2 separate regions of the Mus musculus genome follow, and region 2 is linked to region 1. The links are chromatin contacts, called in public HiCAR-type maps. All regions are on one chromosome and are shown on one strand. The core of a region is the stretch at or near the end of the contact, and the rest is flanking DNA. Distances in the headings are between cores, read along the strand shown.

Region 1 (3,697 bases), core at 1,042-3,541:
CTCGGCCATCCTCTGTTACATATGCAGCTAGAACCATGAGACTCTCCATGTTTTCTTTGATTGGTGCTTTAGTCCCAGGGAGCGCTGGGGTTACTGGTTAGTTCATACTGTTGTTCCTCCTATGGGGCTGCAAACCCCCTTAGCCCCTTGGGTCCTTTCTCTAGCTCCTTCATAGAGGACCCTGTGCTCTGTCTAATGGATGACTGTGAGCATCCACTTCCTTAACAGTGTCTTCAACCACCTTAAATCCTTCATTAACTTTACAACTGTTTAAATCCTTCTCGGTACACAGGATTGCTTCCTCCTCTGTAGTAAGCCACTTCTGCCCTCTGCCCTCACCATTCAAGAATGTCTCAGGAGCCCTCAGACTTGTTCAGGTCAGTGTGGGATTACATTATGGAGTACCCACTTATGCAAGGCAGAGAGGGGCCAGCCACGCTCAGTCACCTGGGCACGGTTGACATAGGAAGCAAACGTTACCCTTGCACAGATTTCTAATAAACCTTGTTAGAGAGCACAGCAGGGCAGGGCTGAGTCTCTCACAGTGTTTATTGTGAGTCTCTGCTTGGGGCTTGGCACATAAACTACCAAAAGACAGTCAGGAAGGGACCTCAGCCAATAGGAACTAAGTAGCAAGCTGGATGTTGCAACTTACGATGCCCGAGCATTGGCAGAGAGTAAAGATTATACTGCTTAGGAAATGCAGACACCAAAAGGATCAGAAAATGGATAAAAATTTAAAAATAGCCTCACATTTCACCTACTTCTACCTGAGGGGCTGACTTAGCCGATCTGTGGTCTCTGTGCGTGAGCTGACCCATCTGACGCAGGGGGAAATGAGGTACAGAACTCTGAAGGACTGGTCCAGTCACACCCCTCTTCCGGGGAGAAGTGAAACACTGTGTACCCTGGACCTCTGAGCCCTTGTTTCTGTGACCTTGAAGTTGCCCGTCAGGCCCTGAAGTCTCACCTGGAAGACCTGGGGACCCAGGGCCTCCAGGAAAGCCTGCTTGTCCTTTTTCACCAACAGGACCAATGGGGCCAACTCCTGGGGGTCCAGGAGGGCCGATGTCTCCACGACTACCAGGGAAGCCAACTCCTCCGGGAGGACCTCGCTCTCCTTTCAATCCTATTGAACCCTGAGGAGACAAGAGACAGAAAAGACTGTCAGATGACAATCCTACATCGTCCACAGAAAACTAGTGACAAAAGCCTAGCCAGGAGCCACCAGGGTCACAAGAGTTAACAAGTAACACCAGCATCCTTCTCCCAAGCAGTTGTCACAGCTAGAGGTCTAGGATCCCAGACTTCAAACAATGATGGGTGCACCGTTAGAATTGTTCCCATGAGGATAAGGGTAGGAAAACTCATCTATTCAGTCCCAAGACATCAAACAGCCTCAGCCATCTGTAGCCTATTATACAAGTCTACACCACTAACCCCTACATCCATTGATGTATGTTGGCTCAGGAGCCATGAAGCAAACTTATGCCATCTGTAAGGTTCCATGGTTGTGACCCAAAACATTCATTTCTCTACTCTTTGCAGACTCCCCATTTGTAAAACACGTGTTCCAACTCTGGAAATGGACCTACCGGAGAGCCTTTGGGTCCAGGGAGTCCTGGGTGGCCATCTCTTCCGGGAGTTCCTGCTCTTCCTGGCATGCCAGGCTGTCCCGGAAAACCTGGGTCTCCTTTGTCACCTTTGAGTCGCATGTCAAAAAATATCTCTCCAGGCTCTCCCTTAGCTCCAGGCTGGCCTATAAGCCCTGGTGAACCTTGTGGACCCTAGAAAACAAAGCATCTTGTGACACCAAGAACTACTGAGGGATGACGCATCAGCAGTCAGCCACCGGCTGAGGATCCGCCCTATCAGGAACCACCACACTGTTAGATGTCCTGTAGATGCTAACCAGAAACTCCACGGCCATCAGCGGCTGTCTTAGATTCCTGTACTTTGTTAGGCATTCCACCGGGATCAGAAGGGACAGGGGAACAACACTGAACCCAGCTTCCAGAAATCCTTGAGTTACTTTCCTTCCCCTAATGACTGACAAACCTTCCAGAGAACGTGTCAGCAAGTGTTGGCACACTACGCATGTGCGACTCCTGGATGCTGTATGTGAATGCTGAGGCAGCTGAGACACCCAAGATCTGGGGCCACCATTATTCACCCAGCCTGGGTGTTCCTCACTGAAGCTGCTCCGGGTTTGCTTTTTGCATTTGCAGCCACACCCCATGGTCGGGGAGACAAAGGGGCTTCCAGGGTGCTGGTGATTGGGCAGACCCAGGGAAAGGAGCCCAGAGCCAGCTCTTTAATTGGGTTTTGGGGAAGCTATTTGGACTTTCCCAAGGCTCTATTAAGAGACACACAAAAGATTTTTAGTTCCACGAAGTTGAATCTACAAAGAATGCCACTCCCTCTCCTCCAGCTGCCTTGAGAGTGGATATACACGGAGAAAATGACAACATAAGAAACAGTTCCAATTGCTTGGTCTCCTGGGATGAGAAAGGCACACCCAGCTGGGCTCACCGAGGACCTGGCAGAATCCAGACTCTCCGTAACACATTTATTTTAATCTCTTTCCATAAGCTGTGTCAAGTTCTGCGAGTGGAAGTGAATCACAAACCACTGTGTGTGCCTATAACATAAACCTCTCGGAGGGAGAGATGAGAAGACTACTTTAGAGCAAAATGTATATATACAAAAAGTATACTTTTAAAAAACGGAGACCGGGCTGGAGAGATGGCTCAGCAGTTAAGAGCACTGACTGTTCTTCCAAAGGTCCTGAGTTCAAATCCCAGCAACCACACAGTGGCTCACAACCATCTGTAATGAGACCGGATGCCCTCTTCTGGTGTGTCTGAAATCAACTATCATGTACTTACATATAATAAATAAATAAATCTTTTTTAAAAAATGGAGATGGCCTGTCACACACCCATGTGTGGCAGGACCCTTGTGTACCATTTATCACAACTCTATAAGGAAGACATGGGATTGTCAGTCTAAAAGAAAAGTGAGCCATGTATATGAGATTACCCAGCCAGGAAGTGTAAGCAGCTGGGTACGAAAGTAAGCGCTCCTGTCCACAAAGCCCATCCACTCTCCCATACTCCCTAAGCATCACTGAGGGCTCCATACTGAAGCCCCTGGCCCACACAGGGATGGGACTTGCAGAGGTTCTAGGGCCCTGCTCAAAGTCCATCAAGTCTGGGACTAATATGGAAGGGATAACTGAATTTCTTGTTCCCGGTGCTCCTCAAAGCCAAAGTGCACCGGCTGGGGACAGAGAAGATGTCACCCAGTCAACTGTGCCCTGTAGAGCCTTGGGGTCCACACATGAAGCTTTAGTGGAGGCTCACTCAAGAAGGCAAGTTCTTAGCAGCTACTCTGTGCCCATGCTATAATATTTAAATACTTAGACTAGAAATTGAAAAGTTCCATTCTTCAGAAAGGGCTCAAACACCACCATCGGCCCTAGGTACCAAGCTGAATAGTGATGCAGGCATAGAACACCTCAGCTGTGGCAGGTGGTCTGGGCTAGCCCTGAGCTAACCCAGTCCAGGATCTGGACATGGGATTGTTTGCACAAGTCTGAAGAACGAAAAACAATTATTTCTGCCAGCCACCTGCTGGAAATGTTAACAAAAGGTTGTAGAAACCTTGTTGTTTTGTCAAATGGTGAGGCTTTCTT
Region 2 (3,696 bases), core at 556-3,055, 250 kb after region 1:
AAAAATCAGCAAGCACCTCCTTCCACACCCAGCCACACCCAGCATGCTCCAGGTGCTAAGCATTCGGCTTTGACTTTGTCTTTTTTTGTTTGTTTGTTCTGTTTTTTTGAGACAGGGTTTCTCTGTGTAGCCCTGGCTGTCCTGGAACTCACTTTGTAGACCAGGCTGGCCTTGAACTCAGAAATCCACCTGCCTCTGCCTCTGCCTCCCAAGTGCTGGGATTAAAGGCGTGCGTCACCACGCCCGGCTTGGCTTTAACTTTGTCAAGAGTCAAACACAAACTAACCAAGTGCTATGGCTCTGACTACTGCACGTCCCAAAGCCCTCACAGGTGTGTGCCTGCCACCCCTCCCCCCAACCTGCCTGTCGCGGCAAGCTGGTTTTGGTTTGCTATGCTAAAGGGTCAATTGGGGAGAGGGCAGGGATTTTAAACAGTACACAATGCAGGAAAAGGTAACCCTTTAGGGTAGATGTTCCACACAGAATCCCGAACAATATTAACCCGTCTTCTCTGCTCCCTCCAGGCGACTGGCAGCCCAGCAAAGCAGGCACAAAGTTGGTGATATGGACCACTGTTGACTCTGTACCTTGTTCCCCTGAGCATGTGTACACAGACATCAAGAATGTGAAGAGGGGGCCTGGCCACCCGGCAAGGCTCCCGTCATCTGCCTTCACACTTAGGCTTCCAGGAACACAAAAGCAGCCGAGGAGGCCTGGAAATGAGTTGAACGGCTCCCGCCCCCACAGAGGGAATCAGCAAGTTCTCAGGCAGTGTTACAAAATCCCCTGCTGACCAACATTCCGGATTCATCATATCCTCGGCCTTGACGAAGAAAGTGGCTCCACCCACCAAATTGAAACAGCTAGCGGGGACACAGTTACCCTGTGCTGTGTCGGCCACACATCTATCGCTACTCCAGAAACATTAAGAGGTGTGGGGAAAGCTGACCAATTCTGCTTTCTCCTCTTACAAACCCAGAGCAGCAGGCAAGCCATTTAAGCCAAGCGTAGAGGCGGAGCTCTGTCGGAGGCTGGAAAAGGAGTCCAGAGTCTGACTAGTCTTGACTCTGAGATATTGCATTCATGAGTGCTCAGTGGCAGGTAGACAGCCTGAGAAAACTCGGAGGCTCTGCCTGCAACGCGGAGTAAAGACCAGAGCCAAAGGAAAGACAGGGAAAGTAGAAATCAGTCCATTTCCCACGGTGGCTAAGTAAGGAACGGGGAAGACAGAGGAGGGAGGGAAGCTCCCCAGACCTTCACTAACTCAGCTTGATCAGAATGTATTACATAGCCAACAGATTGATACGCGCAAGACAAGGAGTCAGGGATTAGGAGCGAGGCTTTTGAGTACATCACTCTTTTTTGGTTTTTCAAGACGGGTTTCTCTGTATAGCCCTGGCTGTCCTGGAACTCACTCTGTAGACCAGGGTGGCCTCGAACTCAGAAATCCTCCTGCCTCTGCCTCCCAAGTGCTGGGATTAAAGGCGTGCGCCACCACACTTTACACAACATAAAAAGTCAGAACTTGGGAGTTTCATACATTGGAAACCTCTCTCCCTGAAACTATACCATACTATTTCCGGGTTCGTTTGTTTCACTTAAAGTATCTTATTTCTTTATCATGGAAAAGGGAGAAGACAGAAGCAAATTAATCGGGAAAGTCCAAGACGAAGTTGTACACGCACTAAAAATAATTCACTACCTATCTTAAAAATGCCAGTACAGGAAGCTATTCCACTCACGTGACTTGCGCACCAGCCAAGACTCGGCACTGGGTAAATAACCGTGAGTCGAGGAGGCTGGGCGATTCCAACTCTACTTCCCAGTCGCCTTACATCCAGCAGAGTGGTCCAACGCTCTCTGACTCAGTTTCCTCGTTCATAAAGAAGTCGGTAATAGCAGCGGTGCTCAACTCCCAAGGCTGCTTTGTACACCAAAGGAGGGCACCCTGAGGGGGACATTAAAGCACCTAAGAAGCGAGAGTCGTACTGATCGGAGATCTCTCCCAGGATAACCCGAATCTTCGCGAAGACGCACAGAGTGCTGCTGAACTGGAGATTTTCTCAATCGGCAAAGCAAGGCAAGTGGGAACAGAGGTGCAATGAATGTCACAGCCCAAAGTGGAGACCCCGCGGCTGCCCACAGACGACTCCTCGACCCCGCAGAGCCCCGAAGCCCGCCTGTCCCGGCGGCGCCGCCCTCACCTGCGGTGTCCCATATGGAGATGTTGAAGGAACGCCACTGCTTCAGGTAGAAGGCGCCGCCCACGGTGCTGACCGTGTCCGGGAAGCGACGCTCCATGTAGCGCTGCAGCAGCGACGTTTTACCCACGTTCATGTCCCCCAGCAGTACGATCTTCCCATCCGGCTTCCGCATAGCCGCGGAGGAGATGACCCCTGCGCTTCTCGGTCACCCGCCCAGGATGCCAGGGGACGCGGACCCCGGCCTCCAGGGACCCCGAACTCTAGTGGCCCTGGCCTGAGATCCGAACTCGATGAAGTGCCAAAGAGGAAGCGCGCCACAGCTCTGTACCGGAGTGTGAACGCAGCCCTGCGACCACGTGGGTGCCCGGCCGCCACGCCCACCCCACGCCCCCTGGTCCGCCTAGGCCCCGCCCCCAGTCTTCTCCCAAGCCCCTTCCACACTCCCCATCACCCCTGCCTCGTTCCTATTACTCCCTATCTCTCCTTCCCCAAATTCCCTTTCTCTGCCTGCTAAATCTCAGCCCCACGCCCACCCCTCCCCATTCTTTCCCATTCCCCCTCCCTCAAGGACCGTCCTGCGTCCGTCCCTATAATCCCAAACTCCGTTCCTCCTTTATTTTTCTGCCCTTCCCAGAGCCCTGGCCCCTACCTCCCGCCCCAGCTCCTTCCCATACCTTCTCCAAGCCCTTCTCCAGCCCAGCCAGCCCTTTCCTGGAACCCCTCTCCACTGGCCCAACCCACGCCAGCCTCCCTCTTCCCGCACCCCTGACTCTAGCAGGGCTACAGTACCGCTTTTTTTTTTTTTTTTTACAGTCCCCACCCTTTGAAAGCCTGTATGTCGCCAAGTTTGGAGCCTAGGACCTGGGTCCTAAGGTGAAAGTTCCAGAGCGCCTTCCTTCGGACGCTCCAGTTCCTCCAAAAGCCCGGGTAGCCGCGGAGAGGCCCAGGACCTGGTGTTTGTCTAGTCACAGGCTCCCTTGGCTCTGTTTCGCTTCCCAGCCTGTGCCCAGCGCTCCTCCTCGGTGCACCTTGGTTGCACCCACACAGGTGGAGAGTTGCCTGGCTGGGAAAGTCCCTTGGAAGTCGGCTAAGATTTAAGGGAGAATGTGGATGGGTCGGGGACACCGGGAGGTGCCTGCTAGGTTCGCTTTTTACTTCTGCAAGAAACCTTGAAGGGAAAACTTGACTTTGCATTTGCAGTGACTGCTAGAAAACAGCTTCCCTTTCTCCTATAACAGAGAACCCCTAAAACCAAAATCTTCCTCCAGGGGCACAAGCATGCAGGGAGGCGGAGGAGATATTTGGGGCTGAGTAAAGCCCACTAGGTCCAGGGGAGGGAAGGGAAGGGAGACGACTCTCCTAGTAGCTTCTCCCTCTGCAGGTGCAGAGATTCCACCGAGGCGAGATGGCTACGCCTGCCTCAAGCACCCTGCCTGAGAACTGAGGACCGTTGCTCTAGGGAATGCGGGTGGGAAAGTACGTTCTGGGGCGT

What was found. HiCAR-type assays count read pairs that join an accessible place to other places.
Region 2: a HiCAR-type map of fibro-adipogenic progenitors shows a contact between it and region 1, with 2.9 times the contacts expected there. The contact joins the promoter of E230013L22Rik here to the enhancer-like site in region 1. A contact is called at or near these places in 2 of 39 promoter capture datasets (hippocampal neurons and maxillary cranial neural crest), 3 of 115 datasets of contacts at active chromatin or transcription factors (bone marrow-derived macrophages, extraembryonic endoderm stem cells and fibro-adipogenic progenitors) and 3 of 9 other capture datasets (adipose tissue, liver and pancreatic islet).

Annotation. Positions count from the first base shown.
Region 1 is chr8:11,225,355-11,229,051 of GRCm38.p6, forward strand. Col4a1 (collagen, type IV, alpha 1) reads right to left here. Exons shown (of 52, transcript NM_009931.2): 25 at 1,596-1,787; 26 at 971-1,139. Among named protein-coding and RNA genes, the nearest start is that of Gm32709, 34 kb to the right of the region's middle. Within about 2 kb of position 2,292, at least 13 of the 459 cell types and tissues checked have an H3K27ac peak or open chromatin away from gene starts, as enhancers often do. A contact at or near this core is called in fibro-adipogenic progenitors, where this site is marked.
Region 2 is chr8:11,476,124-11,479,819 of GRCm38.p6, forward strand. It overlaps E230013L22Rik (RIKEN cDNA E230013L22 gene), which reads left to right and starts at 1,806. Exons shown (of 2, transcript NR_126558.1): 1 at 1,806-2,560; 2 at 3,018-3,696. Rab20 (RAB20, member RAS oncogene family) reads right to left here and starts at 2,517. Exons shown (of 2, transcript NM_011227.2): 1 at 2,205-2,517. The coding sequence starts at 2,376.